Linked DNA regions of Mus musculus: all the other regions are linked to region 1. A link is a contact called in public Hi-C and promoter capture Hi-C data. All regions are on one chromosome and are shown on one strand. Each heading gives the region's core, a stretch centred on a gene start, on an enhancer-like site or on the middle of the called end of the contact. The rest is flanking DNA. Distances are from core to core; before and after follow the strand shown.

The links. Promoter capture Hi-C pulls out the DNA fragments that hold promoters and counts their contacts. Hi-C and Micro-C count contacts between places; a contact is called where the count stands out from the background. Capture Hi-C pulls out chosen DNA fragments and counts their contacts.
Region 2: a promoter capture Hi-C map of liver shows a contact between it and region 1, with 6 times the contacts expected there. The contact joins the promoter of Aqr here to the promoter of Aven in region 1. A contact is called at or near these places in 7 of 39 promoter capture datasets (the 3T3-L1 cell line, the C10 cell line, hippocampal neurons and 2 more), 1 of 115 datasets of contacts at active chromatin or transcription factors (astrocytes) and 1 of 9 other capture datasets (liver).
Region 3: a promoter capture Hi-C map of hippocampal neurons shows a contact between it and region 1, with 4 times the contacts expected there. The contact joins the promoter of Ano3 here to the promoter of Aven in region 1. A contact is called at or near these places in 2 of 39 promoter capture datasets (the 3T3-L1 cell line and hippocampal neurons).
Region 4: a promoter capture Hi-C map of adipose tissue shows a contact between it and region 1, with 3 times the contacts expected there. The contact joins the promoter of Arhgap11a here to the promoter of Aven in region 1. A contact is called at or near these places in 8 of 39 promoter capture datasets (the 3T3-L1 cell line, cranial neural crest, frontonasal cranial neural crest and 3 more), 2 of 484 Hi-C or Micro-C datasets (CD4 T cells and uterus), 6 of 115 datasets of contacts at active chromatin or transcription factors (embryonic stem cells, large pre-B cells and stem cell-derived neural progenitor cells) and 2 of 9 other capture datasets (adipose tissue and macrophages).
Region 5: a contact with region 1 is called in a Hi-C map of the N1E-115 cell line, with 3 times the contacts expected there. The contact joins the promoter of Scg5 here to the promoter of Aven in region 1. A contact is called at or near these places in 6 of 39 promoter capture datasets (the 3T3-L1 cell line, cranial neural crest, hippocampal neurons and 2 more), 2 of 484 Hi-C or Micro-C datasets (CD4 T cells and the N1E-115 cell line) and 2 of 115 datasets of contacts at active chromatin or transcription factors (astrocytes and embryonic stem cells).
Region 6: a promoter capture Hi-C map of hippocampal neurons shows a contact between it and region 1, with 4 times the contacts expected there. The contact joins the promoter of Grem1 here to the promoter of Aven in region 1. A contact is called at or near these places in 5 of 39 promoter capture datasets (the 3T3-L1 cell line, 3T3-L1-derived adipocytes, hippocampal neurons and 1 more) and 2 of 115 datasets of contacts at active chromatin or transcription factors (astrocytes and embryonic stem cells).

The regions. Positions count from the first base shown.
Region 1 is chr2:112,490,547-112,494,887 of GRCm38.p6, forward strand. Aven (apoptosis, caspase activation inhibitor) reads left to right here and starts at 2,418. Exons shown (of 6, transcript NM_028844.3): 1 at 2,418-2,675. The coding sequence starts at 2,445. It also overlaps a transcript of Chrm5 not described here.
Region 2 is chr2:114,173,170-114,177,510 of GRCm38.p6, forward strand. Aqr (aquarius) reads right to left here and starts at 2,170. Exons shown (of 35, transcript NM_009702.3): 1 at 1,923-2,170. The coding sequence starts at 1,997.
Region 3 is chr2:110,948,071-110,952,411 of GRCm38.p6, forward strand. It overlaps Ano3 (anoctamin 3), which reads right to left and starts at 2,174. Exons shown (of 27, transcript NM_001128103.2): 1 at 1,988-2,174. The coding sequence starts at 2,033.
Region 4 is chr2:113,846,281-113,850,621 of GRCm38.p6, forward strand. Arhgap11a (Rho GTPase activating protein 11A) reads right to left here and starts at 2,381. Exons shown (of 12, transcript NM_181416.3): 1 at 1,681-2,381. The coding sequence starts at 1,809.
Region 5 is chr2:113,827,162-113,831,502 of GRCm38.p6, forward strand. It overlaps Scg5 (secretogranin V), which reads right to left and starts at 1,930. Exons shown (of 6, transcript NM_009162.3): 1 at 1,838-1,930; 2 at 178-410. The coding sequence starts at 403. It overlaps Arhgap11a (Rho GTPase activating protein 11A), which reads right to left. Exons shown (of 12, transcript NM_181416.3): 12 at 4,331-4,341.
Region 6 is chr2:113,756,785-113,761,125 of GRCm38.p6, forward strand. Grem1 (gremlin 1, DAN family BMP antagonist) reads right to left here and starts at 1,864. Exons shown (of 2, transcript NM_011824.4): 1 at 1,707-1,864.

The DNA.
Region 1 (4,341 bases), core at 1,168-3,667:
AGAAAAGTTATTTAATATTTGTGCTTTCTTTCGTGTGAGCTTCAGGGAATCCATTCGAATCTACTTCCCACAGTCAAATAGACTCAAGACAAATACTGTCAATGAACAGCTTGTTTCCTTCCCGGCCTGCGTATTCCCTAGGGTGGGATCCATTTCCCTATCCCTGGTCCTGGGACCCATGACCCCTTCTCTAACTCCCAAGACGATTGGTCTAAGATTTAAATGTACGACTAAAGAAAAGTTTTTCTCCCTAAACTCCTTAACTTTATCTTTTGCTCATAACATCCAGGTGTTCTCTCAGAATCTGCATCCAGGAAAGCGACAAAGCAGTTACCCACCGGTGCTCTGGCTCAGCCTCAGAGACTGCTTCAACTGGACCTACACACTCTTATCCCCAGATGGTCCCACAACCTGGACAGCAGTGACCAGCTCTTCCCGGACTTGGCCAACATCCCAGCTTTTTGCCCACACCCCATAACAGTACCCCAGTGTCAGCAGGAAGCAGTCATGGATGATTATTCTGCCCCTTACCCATTCATTATCAACAAAAGGCTGGGACCCTGGGACAAGGAACTGAGGTGCATATTTTAGTTTCAAACCAGACCTTGCCTCGAAGTTCTCCCAGCATCCCCCAGTCCCTACCTGGCATATCCTACCCTTAGCCTTGAACTTTCCAGCCCAGGGGCTGGGCGCCCCCCCCCCCCCCCCAGAGGTTTTTCCCTATATAATCCAAACATTTGTTTTTTCCTTTCCATGAGCCCGTCCCCCTCGCCCCGTGGTGACTTCCCTGACTTGAATTTTCACCAGTGGGGAAATAACCTATCAATTAAGAGCAGTTGTTGCTTTTGTAGAAGACCAAGGTTTGGTTATCAGCATCCACATGGTAGCTAAGACTATCCATGACTCCAGTCCTAGGGAATCCAAAGCTGTCTTCAGGTATCTGTGGGTACCAAGTACTCTTTTTTTTTTTTTTTTCCTTGAGACAGGGGTTCCCTGGCTGTACTGGAACTCACTTTGTAGACCAGGCTGGCCTCGAACTCAGAAATCTACCTGCCTCTGCCCTGCCAAGTGCTGGGATTAAAGGCGTGGGCCACCACTGCCCAGCTGGGATAACCATTTTAAAAGACATTTTATCTTAAGCTGACAAACCTCCAGGGGTTCTCTCATCACATAGGTTCCCCCACTCCCTGCCACCTGTTAGCTGGGTCAACTCCAGTTCAGTCATCAGGCTGTACCTTGGGGGTTTACTTAAGAAAAGCCAACTTCCAGCTTTGATCTTGAGTTGCTCACAGCATTCAGCTCACTGGAGCAGAATCATTTGTTTATATAATTATCTTCCACGTGAATTGAGGACTTTAGGGTGGGGCCAATCTGTCTTTTCAATTCGGAACATAGTGCTACTGGTATATAATTCTGTACACAATTAGAAGTGATATATGGCTATAAGGAAGGGGCCTAAGACGCGATGAAAGTGACATTTCTTTTGGTAGGCTGATTCCATCCCTTTGCTTTTATTATTATTAATTAATTACTTTTACTTTTACTTTATTTTTATTTTTTTGAGACAGGGTCACTGTGTAGCCCTTGCAGTCCTGTAACTCTGACCTGCACTCTGTAAAGCAGACTGGCTGTGAACTCTGAGATGGGCCTACCCCTGGCTCTCCAGTGCTGGGATTAAAAGGCCTGCACCACCATGGCTGGGCTTGCTTTCATTGTTTTCAGGTAGCTTCCTTAAGACAAAATTAACCTCGGCTTCTGTTAACCTCGGCTTCTGTTGTTTCTTTCTCTCTCTCTCTCTCTCTCTCTCTCTCTCTCTCTCTCTCTCTCTCTCTTTCTTTCTTTCTTTCTCACGCCAAAGACGATTTTAGCATTCTCCAACTGAGCTACGTTCCCAGCTCTCTCTTGTCTTTCTATAACTAACTTTCCCGCTACCCTTGTCTTTGGACCCTGTCTAACCAAGTCCTGCTAGGGGAGTTAAGCTCTCTAGGACTGTTGCCTCATTGCAAAATAAGGGCAAGTACCTATGAGAATCAAGCGCTCAATGTGAGTTACAGCAACGACGTTTACAAGTTCTCTTCAAGATTTTCAAGCATCTTTCCCCTTCCCTACCGGACCCTCCACCCACTTGAGCCGCTGTCCAGACCTGTGACTTGGGACTCACCCTCAACCCTTCCTAAATCCTGACTTTAAAATGACTTATCTTCTTTAAATCAGGTTAACTAAAAAACTCATCGGACACCTTAGGTTTTGTGTCATGCAAACACTCATATGAATTAAGAACTATCACACAAAGTGACTTTATGGCGTCCTTTTATTACAGATCACTTCGTGGTCCCCGCCCCGGCCGGGCCCCGCGCCCCGATCACCACGGCCGGCGCTCGGCTGCTTCCGGTGGGGCCTGCGCTCTCCGCGGCGGCTCGCGCGTTCTGCTCGCCGGCGGCCTCATGCAGGCTGAGCGCGGGGCTAGGGGCGGCCGCGGGCGGCGGGGAGGCCGGGAGCGGCCCGGAGGGGACCGAGAGCCGGTCGGGGCAGCGACGGCGCTGGCGAGAGGAGGCTGCGGGGACGGAGGCGGCCGGCGGGGCCGAGGCCGGGGCTTCCGCCGAGGCCGAGGAGGTGGCGGCCTGCGAGGCGGCCGCTGGGAGCCTGGAGGCCGGGGCGGCGGAGCCAGCACTCGGGTAAGGAGCGCGGGTTGCTGCGGCCGCTAGCCGGCGTGTGGGGAGCGCGAGGCACAGCGCCTGCGCGGGATGGAGCCGGGAGGGCGCGCGGGGGGGGGGGGGAGGGAGAGGGGACATGCACGTGTACCGTGCACGCTCAGCCCCTGGCTGCTTGTGGCCGAAGGACTAAGCGACCGGCCTCCGCGTTTTGCTGGTGCCAGAGTCCCATGGTCTGATGGAGACTAACGGCGGCGCCTGGTGTCCGGGCTACAGCCTGGCGTGCTATCCCAGAAGTGACTTCCTGCGGAGCGAAGTCTACCAGAATACAGATTTACACAGAAGTGTTTACTCTGCCCTCCGTTTCCTTTATCCCATCCCACATTGCCTAGGTAACAGTGTCTGTGGTCACCCATACCTGGATGGAAGGACATGGGGGGAAGATTATGTCTTCATTTTGGTTTGGATTGGTGACCTCTAAGATCTTTCCCACTCTTCAGATTCGTATTTAGTCTCGCCGAGACTATTCTGGGTACCTAAAGATTAAATGAGGAGAAACTGACCGACCTTCCCAAGGCCTTTCTGTACTCATATCTTATATGTTGGGCACATTGGTGCTCTAAATCAGGATTAGTGCAGTGCTCTGAAAGCAGTCAACAGCGTTCCAGCTGTGTAGGGACCACTGTCCAGCTGCAGGATTCCACACAGTCTACGTCCTTTGCTTTCCCTCTGGATGATTAGACTGCAAATGGAAACAACTTCTAGATATGTACTCCTCCAAAGTAACTTACTTGGGAACTAAGAAGCCCTGAAACCATTCCTTCTAAAGATGTGTGGTATGAACCATGAGCTTACTGAGTGTGATAAGCAAATTATCAGGACAGTCACCTTTACTGCAGTGTGTTATTATCCTTAATGCAATTGTTAATTTCGCAAAATACAAGAATTTGTTTATATCTATTTTTTGTTTTTGTTAAAGAAGTATATTAGTTTTTCTGCGCCCGTGGACCCGTCTCTCTCTCCTCTTCCTCTCTTCCTCTCTTTCTCTCTCTCTCTCTCTCTCTCTCTCTCTCTCTCTCTCTCTCTCTCTCTCTCTCTGTGTGTGTGTGTGTGTACATAAGTGTAGTGCCAGCAGAGGCCAGAAGGCATCAGATCCTTTGAGCCCACGTTAAAGGCAGTTATGTTTTCCAGAACAGTAGCAAACTGCTCTTAATCCTCTGTAAGGCACCCACACTCTCGGTATATGCACCCCCCCTACATTCATGTAAATAAAAATAAACACAAGAATGCAAATGTTTTTTCTGCGGGGCAGTGGTGGCGCACATCTTTGATCCCAGCACTTGGGAGGCAGAGGCAGGCTGATTTCTGAGTTTGAGGCCAGCCTGGTCTATAGAGTGAGTTCCAGGATAGCCAGGGCTACACAGAGAAACCCTGTCTCAAAAAAACCACACACACCCACACACACACCCCCCCCCCCCCCCACACACACAATAATGCAAATGTTTGACTCCAGTTCCTTTGAATATATACCTAGTAATAGGATTGTGGAATCCTTAGTGGTGGTTATAGTTTTTATTTTTAAGGAACAGCCGTACTGCTCTTTGTAATGCTATACCAATTGATGTTACCATAACATATGAGAGTTCCTATCTCTGCATTTTTGGGAGTTTTGTTTGTTTGTTTGTTTGTT
Region 2 (4,341 bases), core at 920-3,419, 1.7 Mb after region 1:
CAGACATAAGTAGACAAAAATCATTAAGAAATGGAGTAGAAAGGCTGATTATTAGAAGTTGGTGTTGTATATTTTAGCAGGTCAAGCTTTGCTTAGAAATTTAAATACATATATATATAATCTCTCCAGAATTTGAAGTGGACTATACAACTGTTAAGAAACATAGACTGGGGGTGAAGAAGTGGCTCAGCAGTTAAGTGTACTTGGTCTTCCAGAGGGCCTGATTGTATTCTCAGTACTATCCTGAGTGACTTACAACTCTCTCCAACTGCAGTTCTAGGGAACTGACAGCCTCTTCTGTCCTCCACAGATAACTGCACTCACCAGCACATACCACCCCACCCCAAACACATAATTAAAAATTAAAATTGAAAAACAAAATAGTTCTTACTGATTTTTAAAAACAAAACAAAATCTCTTTTTAAAAAACCAGAAACTCTAGGGAGCACATTTTTTAATAGGTAACTGCACTGTCTGGTAGACTTCAATGCTTGGTGTATCACTAGACAGACACACAGACAGAAAGATGAACGGACAAATGAAACCACGTCTGAAGTGTTCTTCTTCCAAGAAGCTTCTGCAACACTAACGGACAACTAACGCTTCCATCTTTCAGGTTGTAAACAGTTTCAATATATTCTTCTATTTCTGTATTATAAACATTTCACTGATTATTCATCCTCATTGAAGTGAAACAGAGAAGATGGTACCTGTGTGTTCTTTTCATTTACAGCTCAATATCTTACAATCAGCAGACTTTATAAGAGACCTTCTACAATGTGAAAACTTTCTTGTGAACCCTATGCTGGCCTCAAAACAGACAAGGCTAGCCTTGAACTCCATTCCCCACTGTCTTCACATCTCACATGCTGGGAATGAAAGACAGGCACCATCTCTCCTCCGCACTTTCCCTCTCGGTTCATGTGTTCCTGTCATTCTAGCTCTTTCTTTACATTCAAACTTTAAGGTATCAGCACTTGCCTGGACTGTTTTTGTGTTCTTTCTCAAACTGTGTACTTATCTGCATTTAGCTTTAATGCGGTTAAGAAGTCGGGATAGCCTCTCTAATATTGTATAAAAGGATGAAAATAAAGAAAACCAAGTTAACAGGATCCACTTTTTAGTTACCATGGCATATTCAAGTAACCGCAGCTATAGCCATAAAAGCATAAAATTAGGGGGGAAAGGAGGGAGAGACAGACAGACAGGTACAGAGAGAAAGGAAGGGAGGAAAGAAGAAAGGAAGGGCACTTTGGGTAAAAGCATAGGCCAGATCACAGCACTTTCAAAGATTCCAGTCATTATCCCAGGGACAATCAGAATTGTTTACGGGACACTGTAGGAAGACAAGTAATGTGAGCAGGTTTGCACCAGTGAGCACTCTGGAGCAATCTGAAGAACAGGCTGCAGGAGGGCAAGAGGAAATATGACAGATCAACAAGTCTTAGTGGGGAAGGCATCTTTGGGCGAGAGAGGTCCAGAAATACAGACAAACACTGTGTAGACATGCTGGGGCTAAGCGAATGGAAACAGTTTCTAGGCTTCTGCCCTGACAAATCTGCGGAGCCAGAAGAGGCGCGGGAGGGCTTAAATTTTCCCGCACTTACACTCTCAATAATTTCCTAAGAATTAACAAGGATGTGAAAGGCTACAGGCCCGGAATTGGCTCTGTTGTCTCCTAAATGAAAGGTTATAATGACAATTAACTGCCATAGAGCGATCTACTTGTAGACAGAGTCTTGTCAGAGTAATACAATTCAGAAGCACGCTTTGTGGTCTAACGAGGAGCGGCCTCTTTCACTGCAGCTTTTCCAATGTTTAACTAGCAACTTGCACGTACACAAGATATCAAAATCAATCCCAATCCCGGGCTTTAGGTCCTCGGCATCCCTCCTTACACAAGCGGGCACGCCGGGGCTCACCTGAGTGACGAACTCCGCGTTGATCTGGGACACCGTGGGGGCCACGATTTTCTTGGGCTGCGCAGGAGCCGCCATCGCAGCGATCGCCACTGAAGCTGACCAGAGGCTCGTAGCGGCGACTCTCGAAAGCTTTCAAGCAGCGGCGGCGACCCAGCCCCGAGGTGCCAGAGCGCCCGGCACAGACACGCTGGGCTCCCACGGTTCCTCCCGGAACCTGAGAAGTCCCGGCGTTCCCCGGAAGCAGAACTAGTGGGCCCGGAAGTCAAGGCAAGAGTTAAGCTTGAGCTAGAAAGTAGGCTGCCTTTACCTGTCTCTTTATTGCCCCCTAGTGGAAGGAAGAAAGATAACATACAGCGTGTAGGATTGGGTCATAGGGAGAGAGGGGGCTGAAAGATGTGTTGAATGTGATTAATAAAGGTGGGAGTTGAAAGAATAGGATGTCGACTTTATTTGAACGCTAAAGAAAAATATAGTAAAAAGCAAAACCCATACTCTTAGAATTTGAGGCACCGTGTGACTTCAAAAACTGCCTGGAAGTACTGATTGCCATACAATAAACATAAACCAAGTGTAAAACTTAATACACTTTGAAATAGTTGTCTATCTATTATTGTATCACCAGAATCATGGCAATGAGATTACCCAAAGCCATTAAAAGTTACTATGTGTCCTTCTGCCTTCAACCTATCACCCCTTTTTCTCACACAGTCTTCTACTATCATGGATCCTCTGGGTCACTGTTAACTACAGAATTTTATATAAACTTTATGCAAATTTGCAGAGGAATAAAAGAGAGATTGATCAGCGGTTAAGAGCACCAGGTGCTCTTCCAGATGACCTGGGTTCAATTCCCAGAAGCCACATGGCAGCTCTCAATTGTTTGTAACTCCAGGTCCAGAGGCTCTGACACCCTCACACAGACATACATGCACGCAAAACACCAATTCACATGAAATAAAAGTAAAAATAAAATTTAAAAAGAAACTATTTTACATACATTTTAGAATATGTTCTTTTTTGGTCACTCAAAATTATTTTGAGATGCATCTGTGTTGTTCATATCAGTCACTGATTCAGTTGTATTGCTAAATAATAGCCAACTTTTCAGACATACTACAATCCATAAATTTAGTAATATGTTGATATGCGTTTAGATTGTTTCTAGTTGCTGACTACTACAAGAAAGTCCTCTACAGGCGATTCTAAGTCATTATGTAGACATACATTTCCTCTGAAGCAACACATTCAATGGTGTATGTTTGCCATTTTAAGAAATGTCTGTCTTTCCAAAGCAGTTGTGCCTTGCTAACATTTGAGACTTGTGTTGTCTTCTTTCCCTTACCGACTTTTAATATGGATAGTTTTTAAAGTTGTTTTAGGCATACTACGTATGTGGTACATCACAGTATAGGTGTAATTCATGTTCCTCCAATGGTCCATGATGCTGAACTCACAACTTCTTGTGAGTTTTATGCTTTTATCCTCACTAGGGAAATAACTGTTTAAAACTTTAGCCTGGTTCTTATTTGGTCACTTATTTTATAATTCTTGGGTTAGCACACCCATCCCATTTACAAACTCATACATAGGTTGAACAGTTATCTCTAGTAAGTCCTCTCTAGAGGAATATAGGCAGTAGACTGGTACACCATTCTCTCTCTCTTAATTTGTGATATATACCCATCTGCCCAAAATGAGGACTGTGAAAGAAAATAGCTGTAGGTCTGGCCATCAAGTATATACATGTTGTAGCTTTCGTCCCTCCATCTTTTATGGTTTGTAGACATATAGATAAAAATTTGCTCGATTACAATTTTAAATGTAAAGCATTCTGAATATATAACTACCACTGACATGTTATTGCCAACTATGGCATCTATAAAACAGTAGGGCAGGCTTTCAAATGACTTTGATGATGACTCTTAAGATGCTGAAATCGTTATTTTTATACTTCACCATAACTACCCATCAGGCCTTGAATGCAGGTCATGGTGGAAGGACATTAGGAATTAGGAATGAGACTTGAGTTCCCGAGTCCTTAAATCTTCAGGGAAGACCTTGTAAAGACAGTGTGGAAACAGCGGTTGGGGATTATTTTGGGATGATACCTTTTGAGTGGTGTATCAGAGAGGTTGGAGTAGGTAACATGGAGGTGGGGATTTCTGCTGGAAGTAACAAAATCAAAGGGTGGAAAGAGCCAAGGGTGAGCTCCAGCAGGACCGATGTAATGGAAGAAACAAACAGTGAAGACACTTGGCGAACAGAAAGAGCACAAATCTATTCTAAGTAGTTAAAAGGTGTAAAAAACCACACATCAAAAAATACAGAAATAGGCTGAGTTTTAAAGGGGAAACTGGTTCCATTGAATAGAAAATAGATCTGAGGTAGCTATCATTAGATGCTGGAAAAGCCTTTGACA
Region 3 (4,341 bases), core at 924-3,423, 1.5 Mb before region 1:
TCTCAGGAAAACACTCCCAGGTCAGCGTGTCTTCCTCCTATTTGCAAAATTAAAATAGCTGATCCTTATTGTGAATTATCTTTGCTTAGCAGGTCCCATCCTAGAGAAAGAACTAGAACAACAAATGACTGTTGAGCAGAGACTTAGCCTCTCCCAGGGATGAACCCCTTCGTGGTTATTCAAATCAGAGTGGTCAGCCTTGGTAGCATATACATGCAAACAACACAGCCAGACTCAAAAGGTTGTATCTATCTATATATCCACGCATAAGCACTCAATATGTGTCTGTATGTAGCAATAATAATCAGAGAAAAACAGGGTGTCAACTTGAGTGTAGGAAGGGACATGGGAGGGATGAATGGCCAGGAACCTGGAAGGACTGGAGGGAGAAAAGCAGAGGAAAGACATATTTTAGGAGACAACATAAACTAAAACCATTTAGATAAAAATTAATCTTGCTCCTTTGTTTGTCCTTCCTTTTCCTCATGTTTACCTTTTCACTAATGATAATTTTTTTTGTGTGCCAAAAAGTGAAATTAAAAAAAAAAAAAAATGGCTCATGATGCACCATAAAGGAACACTACGAAATGCCATGATATGTACAGTTTATCACTCTTTTGAACAATGACAAACAGTCTCAAAGTTGAGAGGCTTTTGCTCTTTAACATACAACATAAATATTCTCACATAGTAAGATATTTTGGGGGGACATTTCAAGTTTCAGGGTCCCCCGAAGCATTAAAAAGTAACAGTATGAGACAGTTTCAAGTTTTCCATATCTTTCTTTTTCCCCCATAATGTTTATACATGTTTAATGAGGCAAGGAAATAAAACTTCTTGAAGTATTTTATTTTTCCTTAGAACACTTTGAGCTTAAATAGAACTTCACAGGAGCCCAAATTCACCTACTCCCACCGTCTCTCACTTTGTACCTAATTCCAACATACATTCAAAAGAGGATTCATGCAGATTACAGTTCCTGATGGGAAGTTCTTTCAGCACAATATGCTGCCTGAAGAATAAATCCCGACTAGGTTATTCTGGGGATATCCAAAGTTTTTGTTTGTTTGTTTGTTTGTTTGTTTAGAAACAAAGCCAAAGAGATACCATAAAGCAGTCATTTGGAGAAAGAATTTTAGAAGTAAGATTTCAATAAATTTTTATTTCAGTGAAAATGGAATGAATACTTGAAAATTACATATTTTAATGATTATATTAACAAATGCATCATAATTACCATTATTCATTCAGTAAATGGCATTAATGTTGAATAACTGCATAAGAGAATACCATTTCCAGAATCTATGTTAAAGAAATATGTGCTTTATGAGAAGCCATTTAAATAACAAAGCAGAACAAAGAGTGATTAAAAAAAAACATTCTTGATCTGACCATGCCCACGCAACTAGTGAAAATTTTGTGAAAGCTAAACGGTGGTCTGGGAAGTTCCAGGAAGACCCAAATACACATAAAAGTCGGAAACCCGTAATAAAAGTGGGGTCAGAAGAGAAAGTTTTCCAAGGAAATTATATCTGGGACCAGTCAACCGCTGGGATTTTTCCACGAATGCATTTATTATACAATTTTTCAAGCTCAGCACAAGTAATAAATTCTGCTCTTGTGAATCTTACAGGGTACTAGAAGCGCATACTGAGGCAAATATAACCCAAAATTTCACTCTTCAAACCCAGGGGTACTGCAGGAACCTTATCTGTTTAAACAGTTCACTGCAATGCACTGAAGGAGACTTAAGCGATATGAACAAACAAGTCCTGACATGACAGATTCTGTTCCCTCCCGGGCGCTGTGCGGCTCCGGATATCAGACTTATCTCCGTTGCAGGATAAAACATTAATAAAATGGGGTCCTAACTTTACAGAGTTCCACAGCTCTTCAACACAATACACGAGTGAAAAGGATGCTTTTGCAAGGAGATGCAGAGCGGGATGTGGTGCCCCCAGGGAAGAGAGAGAGAATTCTCACTGACCTTTTTGCTGTTTAAAGGACTGAATGGAGCCTGAGTGGTGGACCATTTTCACTCTGCGCGATCCAAAGGAGTTGAGGAGCTGTCGGAGAGGGATGCAGAGGAATTGCAGCCAGACTTTCCAGAGACACTCCTGGGGCTCTGAGTAATCCCAGAGCCACCAAGCTCATCGCAATCTGACACCTGCTTTAGCCAGCACTTAGCTCTGAAGGCTGTGTGCCCGCCAGTCTCATCGTCATAGCAACGTGGGAGGGCAGTCCGTGGCCGGCTCCCCTCAGTGGCTACTTCTGAAATAACCCCACATCCCGGCTGTTTCTCAGTGCTGCAGTGAGGGTGGGTGTTGTAAGGGGTTTGGTGCACGTGGGAGAGGAAGAAATTTCTTAAGGACAAGGCATAAATCCAAGCATTCCTTTAGAGCTATCACTAATGCACTCATTTTCAAGCTCTAAACCTCCTTATCAAACCCAGGCACCAGTATTAATTTCCTCGAAGTTGGTCTGTAAATAAAGAAGGGTGAAGCTGGCATCTGTCCTGACAAGAGGATACTAACAGATGTAGTTCTGTTTCCATCCTTCCTTCTTAAATATTCATGTGGGAGAGACCACAACATCCATGATCTGCCTTAGATAAGCACTAAGTTCTAGCATGCAACATTTAAGTTTTTTTTCTGCTTCAGCTACTTCGATTTTAATTTTTTGTGCGATACTGAAAGGTTTAATTCTTTCTAACAGATGCTGAAGAAATATCAACAATGGTACTCAATATAATCATAATTAAAAAGCCATAAAAATAATCTTATATTATAAAAAGAACCTGAAGCTCACAGCAACACACAAGTTCCATTATCACACAAATGGAAACAGTGTTTGGGAACACAAATTGGGAAATGAAGATACCTAACAGTCAAAGAGAGGAAGCAATCATGGCAGAAACACATGCAGTGGTTAAATGAGGGTAAGAACCAGCTCAAAATGGTTTCCAGTGTTCTCTCTCTCTCTCTCTCTCTCTCTCTCTCTCTCTCTCTCTCTCTCTCTCTCTCCCTCCCTCCCTCCCTCCCTCCCTCCCTCCCTCCCTCCCTCTCTCTCTCTCTCTCTCTCTCTCTCTCTCTCTCTCTCTCTCTCTCTCTCTCTCTTTTCATATAATCATGATTTCCTGATCCCAAATTCCTCCCAGAACAAGTTACATAAGGTATTATTGAACAGACATGCAACAATAGGGTCTGTTGGTTCCTAAGTTTGAAATTGTGTGAGACCAATTAATTTAGAATAAACTGAAGGTCCAAATAAAAGTAGATTTTAAAATGATAATGAAATTTCACAATTTTTAAAATCTCAAATAATTTGAATTATTGTTAATTTTTCTCTGTCTTCATACTTGTTGAATGATTCAAAGATGATAAATGTAGTAATATCAGCTTCAAGGAAAAAGGCATTCCCGTTATTCAGAGACATATAGACCCCAGAAACTTTAAATTGTGATTAATTATTATTTGTTATGGTTACTTATAAAGTAGATAGATTCAATAAGGCAGTTCTCTGGGTACTTTTTATTTCATTAGTAACAGGTTGTGAGATCATCTGAAACAAGAAATGGAACAGGAAGGAGGAAGTCAGAGACACCAGAGGGTCTACTGCAATGTACCCTGAGTAGAAAGAATATCAAGGACTATGCCATGATATTGAGCAGTGAATAATAGACACACACACACACACACACACACACACACACACACACACGACTTAGTGTGCCTACTGTGAAATGAGGATCTAGCAAAGACCTTGTCTATTGTCTCCAAAAAGACATGGTAGGTGGCTGAACAGATGTCAAGAAGGGTAAAGGGCACTAACTGCTCTTTCAGATAGATTAGTTATGACCTCAGCATCCTGTTGTAAGGTCAGAATTTTTCTTTAACTCTAGTCCCTGGAGATTATTCTAGTCTCTGAGGCACTGTACACATGTATATTTAAATGCCATGCAGGCAAACCAGCATGCATATAATATAATTAAAAACAATTTATTAAAAGGAGTGCAAGTCCATTGTATACCTCTATAAAACAAAACAATTCTCAAACCTATAGCTCAGGAAACATTGCTGAAAAGGGGGGAAGAAAGACCCTAAGATCAGAGGATGATAGAATTTATTGTGAGACTGAGTCTATCTCCTGGTAATGTCAGAAATTACACCCATAAAGTCTCAGTGAACATAGCTGGACAAACGTGAACTGAACAAGGACAATACCCGTGGGCATGCAAAATTGGATAGAGGAACCCCAAGAAAACTCAACCCTACAAGCAATTTAAAAATGCTGAGAAACTGTCTTCCTCTGAGAAAAGAACAACTAGTTACCCAAAACCAA
Region 4 (4,341 bases), core at 1,131-3,630, 1.4 Mb after region 1:
ACAATTAAAAATTAGCTCCCACGGGCAAGACTGCCAGCTTTCAAATGCTAGCTTTGTCTAACTTTTAGCTGTGCAATCTTAATCAAGCCATTTAACATTCTCTGTCTCTTATATCTGAGCCTGGATCTTATGTCACTGTGTTATAGGAAATTTGCATCTCATTAGATTGTCACTAGCATTCACAGATGAGTTTATACCATACAACTGTTAATTAGGACATGGGTAACTATCATAGTTGGAAAGGAGGCAAGTGAAAGGTACTGTGTCAGGCTTACCTACAGAACTTACCAGGAATTACCACTTTATAGAACAGAGATGGGAGCTTAGTGAGCATAAACAAGCAGTCCACATTCAGTTAACTGCAAAGCGCAAGTCAAACTCCTGCCTGTCTCTAAAGGCAAGGGTCGGGATTTGTTTGTTAAGGAATGAAAGAAAAACAGCAAATACCCATTTTTAAGGTTGTGGAAAGCCAGTTTTACCAACAGAAGTATCCACCGTAATTTTTAACCATAAACAAACATTAAGTCAGTGTGGTGATACACCTTTCTAATCACAATACCAGAGAGGGGGAAATTGGAGGATCAAGAGCTTTAGCCAGCATCAGTTAGTGAGTTCAAGGCCAGCCTGAATACATAATACAAAATTATGGAAACTTTTTGTCTTCAAATACTACAAAGTGCTAGTAATAAATTACTCACATACCTTTGTTTTGTTTTGTTTGAGACAGGATTTCTCTGTATAGCCTTGGCCTGGTACTCACTCCCTAGACCAGGCTGGCTTTTGCCCTCCCAAGTGCTGGGATTAAAGGAGTGTGCTACCACCCAGCTCCTACTTACTTTAAAATGACTTATTCAGTTTTTCACAAAGTCTTAGAGATAAGATCTCAACCCAAATCTCTTGACCTCTACCACTAAATCAAAAAAACAGCTTATTGGGCCAGTGACAGTTAGACGAGTGAAGCGTTTGTTGCTAAGCCTGACAACCTGAGTTTGATCTCCAAGGTCCACAAACAGGAGAGAATTCATGCAAGTTGTCCTTCTGACCACAGATGCATGGCATGGCATGGCATAGCATGGCATGGGTCCAACAGTGCACACACACAAAAGTAACTGGGGAGCAGGGGGTGGAGGTGAGGATCCTGAGACTTTAGCAAAAGTGAGTGATTAAAACAACACAAAACAAAAAACTTCAACCAACTCTGGTTTCTCAATTTGCTTGTTAAAAAAACAGCTTTGTTTTGTCAAGGACAAATGTTGATGTTGGGTGGGTAATGTCTACTCTGCTAAAGAGATCAGAAACTGCGAAAATGTCGGGCAGCAGGCCTCTTCGTAAATTGCTGGATACAGAAGGATCCTATGAAGCCTATTTCTAAACTTGGCCTGACTGTCTCCCTAATGATTCGTTTGAAATGTTCTGACTGCCCACCCCAGCCTGACAGGATAGTGTGTTCCCCTCCCCCACATACTGCTTGTTTAAAACACGACAGATTACCAGATCGGTGGCACAGTATTTAAGTAGGGAGCCTGGTATCCTATTCCTAGCACTGTAAAACAAAACAAAAACCCACGGCAACATAGGGAGGCACGTCTGATCATCACCACCGAGACTGCATTCTAACCACGTGTCTTTCTTATCCAGAATAAAATGGGTATGCCCTTGTCCCAACACGTTGTAACTTACCTTTATTTCCGTAGCTGCAGTTTCATGTCTCCTGCGATCGCACTGACCGCGGCCACCCTTGACCTTAATGCCATAGACAGCTCGAAGCTGCTGCAGCAGGGCCAATCTGACCAGTCTCTGATCCCACATCCCGAACACGTCGCCTACTCTCCGAGGCCGACTCCGGGTCCTGACTTTCTTTGCCACCAACCAACTCTTCCACTTGCCAAACGCCCTCAGGCTCGCTCTGCTCCGCTGCCTTCCAGCCACCTCTGGCACTCTTCCTCCACTTTCCCTCGATCCACTTACACAGACCTTCTTCTCTCGCGCCTCTCTTCACTCTTGTTTCACTTCCACCAGCCTTCTTTCCGGGTCGCTCAGCCCTGTCAGTTACTTCCACAAACTTCCCTTTTTTCTGACTCTTCCGTTTCCCCAGACTAACGCCTGCAGCTAGTTTCTCGCTTCCGGACACTTCCACTTATCCTCTTCCCCGCAGGGTGGCCTTCCCCGCTCTGATTTCTTGAGATGGAAATGCAACCTTAAGCTACTCCCTCCAGCCGGGCCAGCCGGCTGCTCAGGGATCCCCAGTCCCGGTCCCTGCCCGGGCTGGTCCCCGCCGTCACCCCGTCTCACACGCAGCCTTTCCCCTAGCCCATCAGCCTTGCCTGTGGCCCCGGCCCGCTAAAGCTTAGTGACTCGGCTCCGCCAGCGCCCCACCTTCTCGGCACACATCAGACCCGACGCGACCGCACCTGAGCAGTGGCTCAAATGCCAGCGCCAAACAGCGCTCCGCATCCGATTGGCCCGCTCCTGTTTTCAAAATGAGGACCCTTTGGGGTGGCCAGGAGCTGCCTGTCTAAAAGGTTCCGGCAAAGCCGAAAGCACAGCGAGCGTTGAGATCAGGGTTAAGAAATGTGAAGAGAGTGAGTTCCTCTTTCTCTTTGCCTATTTCTTTGGAAGAAAAATGTCAAAAACGTGTTCAAATATGTTTGCTTTGCTCTTCGGACAATATACTTCGGAGATCCGAATAGACAGCTCATAACCTCCCCCCACTTCCGCCCTTTCATTTCTCCACTAAAGCTAAAGGTCCCGTCATAGGGAAAACCGATTCTACGGAAGGCGGGAGGAGTCAAGTTTAGTTATGAATCACAAACGCCGTTTGTTGTTGTTGTTGTTGTTGTTTGTTTTGTTTTGTTTTTGAGACCCGGACCCAAGGTCTTAGAAGGGAATTGGAACTGTGAGCCATTGGTCCTTCTTTGGGAGACTGGTGGTATTATTAAATTTTCTTACATAAGGTAATTAAGGTAATTAAGCACAACAAAGATGACTTGTCACGAGAGAGTAGTGGAGGAATACGGAGCTGTAGGAGGCAGCTGCAGCAATAGTTTACCTCTGTGGGACTTGGTTAAAGGACCAGAAGTCCTGTTTGCCATTGCCATTACTGAAACCTCAGCTGTCTGATTTAAATGCATGACATCACCTTCTCCTCTTGTTTCCCAGAGCTGCCTTTCCTTTTCCAAACACCAGTAATCCTACTCTCTCTCTCTCTCTCTCTCTCTCTCTCTCTCTCTCTCTCTCTCTCTCTCTCTTTCTCTCTCTCTCTCACACACACACACACATGAGAGAGAGAGAGAGAGAGAGAGAGAGAGAGAGAGAGAGAGAATGTGTATGCATTCAGTCATAACTATAAAAATAACTTATGTTGTGTATATCCTTCTCTAGGCCACGTTGTTCTGGTTCTTCGATGGCTAAGAATTCCTTTTAAGGTGCTTAGGTTAGCTTTTGAATATTAAATAGTGCTTTCTATTTACATCCATGTATGTATGCACTGGATAGTTTTTATGTCACCTTGACACAAGCTAAAATTATCTGAAGGGAGGGAACCTCAAGTGAGGAAAATGCCACACGTTCCAGCTGTAGGGTATTTTCTTACTAAGTAATTGATGGGGAAGACCCATCCCATTGTGAGTGGTGCCATCCATGGGCAAGTGGTTTTCGGTTTTGTAAGAAATCAGTTTGAGAAGGCTATAATGAGTAAATCAGGAAGTAGCACTCCTCCATGGCCTCTGCATCAGTTATTGCTTTCAGGTTCCTGTCCTGTTTGAGTTCCTTTCCTGGCTTCCTTCAATGATGGACAGTGATGTGAATATATAACGCTAAATATCTCTTTCTTCACCATGTTGCTTTTGGTCAGTGCTTCATCACACTGATAGTAACTAATTGGGAACAGAAGTTGGTCCCAGGGAGTAGGGTATCATTGTGACAGGCTTGGCCATGCTGTTATAGGAATATGGTAGATGTTAGGACTTTGGACTAGAAAGGTAGTTGAACATTTGAAATGGATATTACTGGGTCTTCTTATTGGGAACATGGAACACAATGGTGCTGAGAGCAATGTAGATGATGATGGCCCAGCCCAAGAGGTTTCAGAGAAGCAGAAGTGTTTCAGGGTATTTGAACACATTGTGAAACCCAAGATTGTGAACTAGAAAAACCTTGTGGTGTGGCTCAGCCCTAACACACACCTTTAATCCAGAGCTAAATAAAGTCAACCCTAGGTCAAGAGGCAAAGCAAGTAACCAAACTGACAGGGAGTGAACATAAATAAATAAACAGAAGCGTCCTTTGAGTTGAAAGGTGCACCATGGAGAAAGAGAAAGGCTTTTTCCTTTTGGGATGTCC
Region 5 (4,341 bases), core at 680-3,179, 1.3 Mb after region 1:
CAGTAGGATTAGAGCTCCAGGTAATCCTTGGCTACATAGGAAGTTCAGTGAAAGTCTGGTCTAAATAAGATTCTACCAGTAAAAAAAGAAAACAATACCCCCACACACGCCAAACCAAACAAAACAAAAACCCTCAGAAATACAATAGAAACACTGTCAGTTTGGAAGAGTGCATACCTTCGATGCTCTGTGGCCCAACAAGATTCATGGCCTGGTGAGCCGGGTACTCCACGCGTGGCCTGGCAATGCCCAGCTGCTCCATAACCCCATGAAGCAGCCTCTGGATGTCTGTCTCTGAGACCCGGTCAGGGGTCCGTGGACTATAAGCGAATGCTGGATTCCACTCAAACATCAACCAAAACAAAAGGCCAGATAGCATAGCAGAGACCAGCCTTGAGGCCATTTTTAACCTGCAGAAGAAAGGACCAAGTTATATAACTTGGCCAAAATGGGCAACCATAACACAACTGGGGTGATATAACTATGACTCACAAGTTGAGGCTGAAGGACCACCCTGAAAGGAGACTCAAATGAAAAATTCCTAGAGGTTTGCTTTGTGTCCAAGCCAGGTAGGAAACCGCTGTGTGAAGGAAATAAGAAGACAGAAGAGTCTAGGATAAACTAGTCCCTCTAACTTGACACCTGAGGATTCTAAGGACAGGAATATGTTCTCACATCTATGGTCTGTGATCCTTGCAATCTAAGCACTTTTGGATTTGAGATAGGGAGGGTGGTAATTTTTAAGATCTCCTAGTTTAAGGAAAGAAAGGAATAACAAAAGGGAGTTAGGGAGACCCAAACAGTAAAAAACAAACAGACAATCAAAAAACATCCCAGAGAAAGGTCTGGAGTAGTGGCCGAGGGTGTTTGAACTTAGCAGACCAGCAGGCAATAGGTGAAGATCCCGAGCAGAGAGGTACGCCAACTCCTATCCTGCTCTGTGATGAGGGAAGCAAGCAACATGAGACGCTTGACTGCATACCAGCTAGGTCTTCCTGGGCAAGTTCCTCAGCCTCCTTTTCTACAGACCAAGGATAGCAACAATCTATCTTATAGAGTTACTGTGAAGATAAAGATCAAAATCATGTAAGGAGCATGGAGCAAAGCCAGGTACCTAGTAAGCCCCCTGCACGTCTAGCCCCTTGATGGTAATAAGCGGTTCTGGGAGTTAAGGTTTGCGGAGGCAGAAGCAGCAGGGAGAGGAAAGACAGTGACATGGTGGGGGATAAATCTGCCTTACATGTTGGTGTCCGTAGAAGCCACGGGAAGCTGAACAAGGAAACAGTTTTCACACAGCTTCCCTGGCAGCTGCTCGTTCAGGATGGGTGCTTCAGGCCATAGTCAGATAAACCCTTTTGAGCATTCACACGGGAATAGGGAATAAAAAGGTAGGGAACAAGCCAAATATCTTCCCTAAAACAAATACTTCATTTTATCTGTCTGCAGCTAACGGCCTTTCCTTGCAACTCACAGACATTAAAACCATGCTCTTCAAAGAGCCAAGGACCGCTATTTTAACAGCACAATCTACCGCTGTGATAAAAGGGCTGGATGCGGGCACCAGGCTCCATCATCTCCATCTTTCTTCATGAACTCCGAATACAGGATGTTTTCTTTACTGGCTAGCCCACGGATGAACTACCCAATCGCTGCTCTCGGAACTCCACCCCCACCCCTTATTTATAACCACCCCCTGTAATCCCCGCATCCATCCTTTGTCTGACCCCAGCTAGGGTTTCTGAAGGGCATGCTCCCCCACACCCAAGGAACCCAAGCACTCCCGCTTTCAGCTGAACGACAAGTCGGACCGCATCACCTGCATCACTGCGGAACTCACCGTGTGGCCGCGGGCGAGCTTCTTGCAATCTAGGCCAAAACAGGGAGCTGACGTGCTGGATAGCTCCTGCGTCACCTCCCTCCGAAACCTCGGTCCACCCAGGCCCCGCCCACAGCAGGTGGAAGAGGCCTTCCCAGAATTCCTGGAAGGCATTGCAGGCGCCTGCGTCTCAGGCCTGGAATGTTGCTCAGCTCCAACTGAAGCAGTCTCTGTGTCTCTTGGCTGTTTCTAGGGTGCCCCCTTTCTCCATCGACCCCTATGAACGTCATTTACCTCCTTTATCAGTCTCAAGCAATTGCCACAAGTAGATGGCATCTTTAATTGACATCCTCTAGATTTTAGAATTACCATACAAATGGGTTTCATGCTGGAATGTTCATACTCTCTTCTAGTACTTTTCCTTTCCTACCCCCGCACTTAAGCCCTGGTGACAGTGCTACCCTCCCTTAAGGCCCCAGGGGACCCGGAGGCTCTGAGCATTGCTTCATAAGTTCACTAAGAGGTGAACGTGCAGGACACTTTCGGGGCATGCAGAACTTACCTAAACAGACCTGGAACTTCTATTTTGTGATACCAACGGTGGGACCCAGGATCTTAGGAGATTCCTGGCCCTAAAAGTAACAGTACAAATGCTGCAAAGCCTTCATCAAGAAACTTGTGGTAAACAGCAAGTTCCAGGATGTGGTTAGAATTCAGATTTTCTTTTTTCTTACTGCAGCTAGAAGCAGCAAACCCACTGACATTTTACTGTAATGAATAGAAGCTGGAAGACTTGTCAGCCAGAAGTTTGTGTGAAAAGCCAGACATCTAGTGCCTTTGGTTCCCTGGATGCTTTCTGTTTCAGTCAAGATAATAAACACTCTCCTGGATTCAGGTACACAATACCTACTACTAATGAATACTGTTTACTCTCAAGTTGACTTCAACATAGCTCAGTTATATTCAACTTAATATTGGAAAAATAGGTTGCTGGCTGTGTAGTTGACAGAAACATACAAAAACTGTACGATTCATGTTGTACTTATTAGACAGGGTGTGAAGACCTTTTATTGCTGACAAAATGCAGATGGAAAGGACATTTTTATAAAATTTTGGTTCACAACTTTTGAGATTTCAGTACATGACGGTGGGAGCTCATGGAGGGTCAGGATAAAGAGCAGAGCATACAAGGTCCCCCAGTGACACACTTACTCCTAATGGTTCTACAACTGCTACAGTGCCACTAGCTAGGAACAAAGCATTCAGCTTGAGCCCCTGGGCAACAGTTCACATGCAAGCTTGAGGAGTGCATGGGTCTTACCATGGCTGATCTCAAAAGAGCCTACATACCTCAGCCTCCAGAATAGGTAAGATTACAGGCATGTGCCAGTACACTTGACTAAAACCTGGTATTTTTAAAATAAAATATGAATCATATATATCCTATACTTGTTTCTCAAAACCCTACAGTAAGTTCTTAGTGACCGTAGAATGTAACCCAGAAACCCACTAACTTTAGTGCTTTGTGTATTAAAATCTACTGCTTATTTATGAGAACACCCAAATACTAGTTTCTTACACTTAAAAAAATGAGAATAACTCTTGAAGTTACTGTACACTTTTAACTTCAGAAAGCAAAAATGTATATACTGTCTGACCTTTAGCCCATGAAATTAGCAACAATCTTCATTTTTGAATAAGATAAGAAATACAAAAATGAAACCACATTTTAAAACTTTCTCACCTCCCAAATAAGAAATGTGGAATCTTAAAGAGTTAAACAACTCATTCCTCAATCTTAAATTGTAGATTCCCCACCACCACCACACACCTCTATCTTCTGAGTGCATCTGCACCATGCTCTGCTCAGGCATTAAACACCCACTGAAATCATAGGAGGCTTTCTTAATACACAGGAAAACTTAGCTCAAAATGTTTCACATTTGGAAGCACTTCAATCAGTAAAACCTATGTAATATTCCAAAATCTGAAATATTTCTCTTATCCACTTTAGGTATAAGATCCATACAACCTGTTCCAGGCATACTGAAAATGCATGGCTAGTCTGTTTTGATCAGATGAATATGAAGTTTAAGACTAGAGAGTTTTACTAGATAATGAACATTGGAAATATAATGAACTTTTGAAATAAAACAGAAATTTGGGGGTGGAAGGGTTGTACTACAGCTAAAAAGCACTTGTTGCTCTTGTAAAGGACTCAGGTTTGGTTTCCAATCCTACAGAGAAGGCCCAGGTTTGGTTACCAGAACCAACACAGTGGCTCACAACCATCCAGGATATCAACTGCTGTTCTCATCTTAGAGGACAGGCACACGTGTGTTATACATACTTACATGAAGACAACACACATGTAAAATAAATCTAATCACCGCAAGGCTTCACGTAGAACCTGCAAAGTAACCCTGAGAACCTGACGTTAGTTCTTCACACACAAACGCACACTGATAGTGTGTGCAGTGTTTTACATCTAAAATACAACACGCAGACAAGACGTTTCCCAGGAG
Region 6 (4,341 bases), core at 614-3,113, 1.3 Mb after region 1:
GGAGGATCTTGTTTTCTTAAGATCCTTTTCCTTCGTTGCTTTGAAAAGTCTGTACTCCCAAGTGCCCTGTGCCGCCTGCCTGCCTTGTCCCAAAAAGAAAAAGGGGAGGGGGTGAGGAGAGGGCAGCCCTGGGGTGAAAGAAGAGCCCTCACCCTGGGATGGGGTTATCTTAACCTCTTCTACGCTATTTATTTAACTTGTAAGAGCAGTCAGAAGGAAACCACTACTCTGGAGTTCCTGGGACAGCTTAAAGCCCTGGTGACCCATTGAACACAGTAGATTGTTTTAATCAGTTCGTATCCTGGCACCATCTCAGGGGAACATAAACAGACGTGCGCACCACTTGGGTTTGCTCTTTCCACCAAGAGATCCAATTACTTACTGATGGTCGTCATTCTGCCCTCCAACAGTTAAGAGGAGATTTTAACCCCTCACTTCTAGGCTATATTTCTCCATCAAAGGGTAGGGATTTGGATTCTACTGGGGAGGGGAAAGACGGCTGCTGAGCTAGACCAGAGAGCCCCCTAAGGTTCTCTGGAAGGTCCTCGGACGAAAGGCTAGTCATCTCGCATCCTCCCCAGCCAGTCTCGCTGGTGGATGGTTGCCAGAGCCGGGCATAGGCAAACACTAAGCTGAAGAACGCCAGAGAGGGAACAGCCAGTCCAGGGCTATAGAGAAGTTGTTCTTCCCAAACTAGAATTCAGGAAATAAGTAGGACCAGGGAGATGACAGCCACATGCCTTTCCCTTCACTCTAGACTTCTACCAGGAGCTAGAGAGGGCTCACCGGAATGGCTCACAGCAGCGGCAGCGAGCGAGGAGCAAGAGGCAAAGCGCGCAGTAGAGCGCAGTCGCTAGCGAGGCGCAGCGAGGCGTTACCGAGGCCTGTGGGGTACAGATCGGCCAGCATCTACGGAAGTGGGAAACAGCCAGTAGTGGCTGCCCGGCGCCTGCAGGTCTGCTGTATGGAGGATGAGAGCGTGGAACCCCCCAAGAGGCTCAAAAAAGACAGCCACGCGCCGGCCGGAGCACAGCCAGCACAAGAGTGTGTGGCGCGTGCACTCAAGCTTCGAGGTACCCGACCCCGACTTGTTAAGCCGCGCGGATTCTGTCTTACCAGCCTCAGTTGCATCTGCCATACCCGCAAATGCACACGCCACCAATTCCCAAGTCCTTAGCAGTTACCACTCAAAGCCCTGGGACCGCCACTCCTACAGACGCCCCTGTCCCAGCCCTGTACCCAACTCTCAAGGCTGTCTCTGCTTGCAACTTGCTGCGAGGTCGGCTTCAGCTCACAGAGATGCCAGCTCCGGGGCTCTGACTCGGCAACAGTGCCCTGTCCCGGCAGGCGACTCCCGCGGGCTCTGTGCTTCAAGCACCAGGACCGAGTTTGCAGGGTTCCAGCACATGGAAACGGGATGCACTTTTTTGACAACTTCTCTCTCTACCTTCCTCCCTCCCCCGTGGACCCAGTGCCCCTCAGTCACCACATCTACCTCTGCGGCAGGAAGGACCAGGTTCGGTTCTTTAATGCGCACTCAAGGGTCTTTGGTGCACCAAGGGGCTGTGTCACAACTGAGAAGAATTCGAGATGGTATGAACCCTGGGGACTCCTTGGCTAGCCTGGGTTCATACCAACACACACGCGAGCGAGCGCGCGCACACACACACAGAGACACACACACACCAGAATACCGCCGCGCTCACCTGTCACTTCCGTGGGTCCTCAGGTTCTTCGCTGTGGACGAGTGGCGCTGCGTGAGACCGCGGCTCGAGCCACTTGGGCTCGACGCGGGAGGAAGACGAAGGAGAGCGCCGCTACCACGGTACTCTGGGTCTCCAGGTCTGCGAAGGGCGCACCTAGTGTCGGGCATCTCCCGGTCTCCGGTTTAAATGCCGCCAGCCAAGCGCCGGGGACTGCGTCTCTCCATTGGTCAGGCGCCGTCGCCGCCGCGGGACCCGCTATCCGCCCCCTTTCCCGGTAGTGCCCCCGCCCACTGCACCCCTCCTGCTTCCCTGCGGGGTCCCCTCTCCGCCCGCCTCGCCTCTTTGTCTACACCCACCCCCCTGCCCCTGCCCGTCTGGGTGGGAGAGGTCACCCCAGGGAACCGCGCCTGGAATGCACAGCAAATCACATTTTCCGCTCCCGTTGGAGAGGGGAGCGAGGGAGGAAATCCCCCCACCCCGGCTTCTAGCCCCTCATCCCTTTCCAGCCCCAGGTCTGGGCTTCTCTAGCAGGCTGAACTTCGCCTGCATGGGGCTCCACGCTCAGGAGTCCCGGCTGCGCTGAGCAGAGCAACGGAGCGGGTCGTGACAAGCTAGGTGTTTCCTCACCATTGTGCTGAATGGCACCGTTGGACAGTCTGGTCAGACAAAGCAGGAGCCTTAAAGGATCTTCCCGAGGCCCCCAACGTAAAGGGTGTCAACCCTTGAGCTGGTGTTAACCCAGGCGGGCTCCCTAACAGCCTGCAAAAGGATACCCTCTTCTTCTTGGCACTGGCTCCTTCTGCTCAGATGCCCATCTACCTGAGCTGAGTGTGTGGCAGAAGAATGAACTAAAAGGACCCCAGCACTCAGTCCTTTTTATCAAGTGTTAGGGGAGGGAGTAAGAAATATACTGAACACCTAACAGGTACTGTTCATATATATATATGGAATATATAATATAAATATATATTTGACATATATATACACACACAAAGCAACTGAAGCAAGAAGGGAACCTCTGTTAATATCTCAAAAATTAGGACGTTCTGAATGACTTTTTGCAAATGGCAAGCTGTATCTGTATACTCTTAGTGCACTTCACACACACGCACATACCCAAACATACACACACACTGTTCCACAGTTAATAGTTGTCTACAGAGTAGAGCCATCAGATGAGCTTCAAGATCTATCCTGGTCAAGTGGACTTAAGCAGAGTTATGAGTCCCGAAGCCCACGGAGTTCTAATGCAGTGAATGCGGAGTTCACTGGAGCCCACCAAGAGGGTGCTCGGAGCCGGTGTGAGAATAATTTCCCCCAGAGAAAAGGGAGTTTATTTTATAAACTCATTAACTCCCTCTCATCTAAAGTCAAACCTTAATTACATGCCCCTTCCTGACTCATATGAACTATTCCAAATAACAAATGCAAAGAGGGGAAATTACCCTCCTTAAACAAAGTGTTAGTTTTTGGAACGCCGATGCTAGCCTAGCGTTTTCTCCACAGTCCATTTCATCTCCCAGTCATTACATCATTTTTCTTCATCATCATCTATCACTTCCTGTCACCCAAGTATTTTCTAGAATGTAAACTGCATGAGAGTGTGGCCTTTTCTATTTTGGTTGCTTTGATTACATGACACAAAATATGATGTCTAACGTAACTGGGCTTTGATAAATTCCTATGGGCTGAGAAAGTTAGGCATATTTGCACTAAGTAGGACTGTCAGCTGGGCCAAGTGCTGAGAATATAACCTCTGTGGACACAGCAGCAGAGGCCTTAGCCTCTTCAGTTTGGAGTCTAGAATGTTTGTAAATATTTATGTAGATAGGCACTTTTTTGGTCTTTGTATCTGCATTTCCACAGGTGACAACCACTGGTTGTCAACCATTATGTAATCTGGATGAAAGTAACAGAGGACAGATTCTTTAGAACCCTTTAAGCCTAATCACACAATCAAAACTTGCTTTTAATAAGAGGGAAATAAGGATCGCTCAACTAGTTACTCAAATTAAACTTTGATGGCGTTGAGTTAGGGGGAATTTAGACAGGGTCTCAGAATGTAGTCTGGGCTAGCCTTGGCCCTGCAACAAGTCTTTGTTTATTTCCTAAGGGCTAGGATTACAGGTCTGAGCCATCACATCCAGGCCCAAGTGAAACTCTCAAATCTGAGGTGCTTAAGCAAGGGTAACTAAATGATAGATTCTACTTCCTGAAGCCACTTTCCAACTACTCTGACGTAATGTGAGAGGAGTTTGTCCTGATTGGCTACTGGTTTGTAACTGTCTCTTCTTCTGCTTCACCCATTTATTCACAGAATGTCTACCCCAAGAATGCTGACAGGAACTGCATTCGGGAAGAACCTGAAAGACATTTATAGGAAGGTTTTGCTTAAAGCGTTAGATCTCTCCTCCTCCTCCTCCCCTTCTCCTCCTCCTCCTCTTCCTCCTCCCCTTCTCCTCCTCCCTCTCTCTGTCTCTCTCTCTCTTGCCCTCTCTGTCTCTCTCTCTTGCCCTCTCTCTGTGTCTCTCTCTCTGTGTCTCTGTCTCTCTGTGTCTCTCTGTGTCTCTGTGTCTCTCTGTCTCTCTGTCTCTCTCTCTCTGTCTCTCTCTGTCTCTCTCTGTCTCTCTCTCTC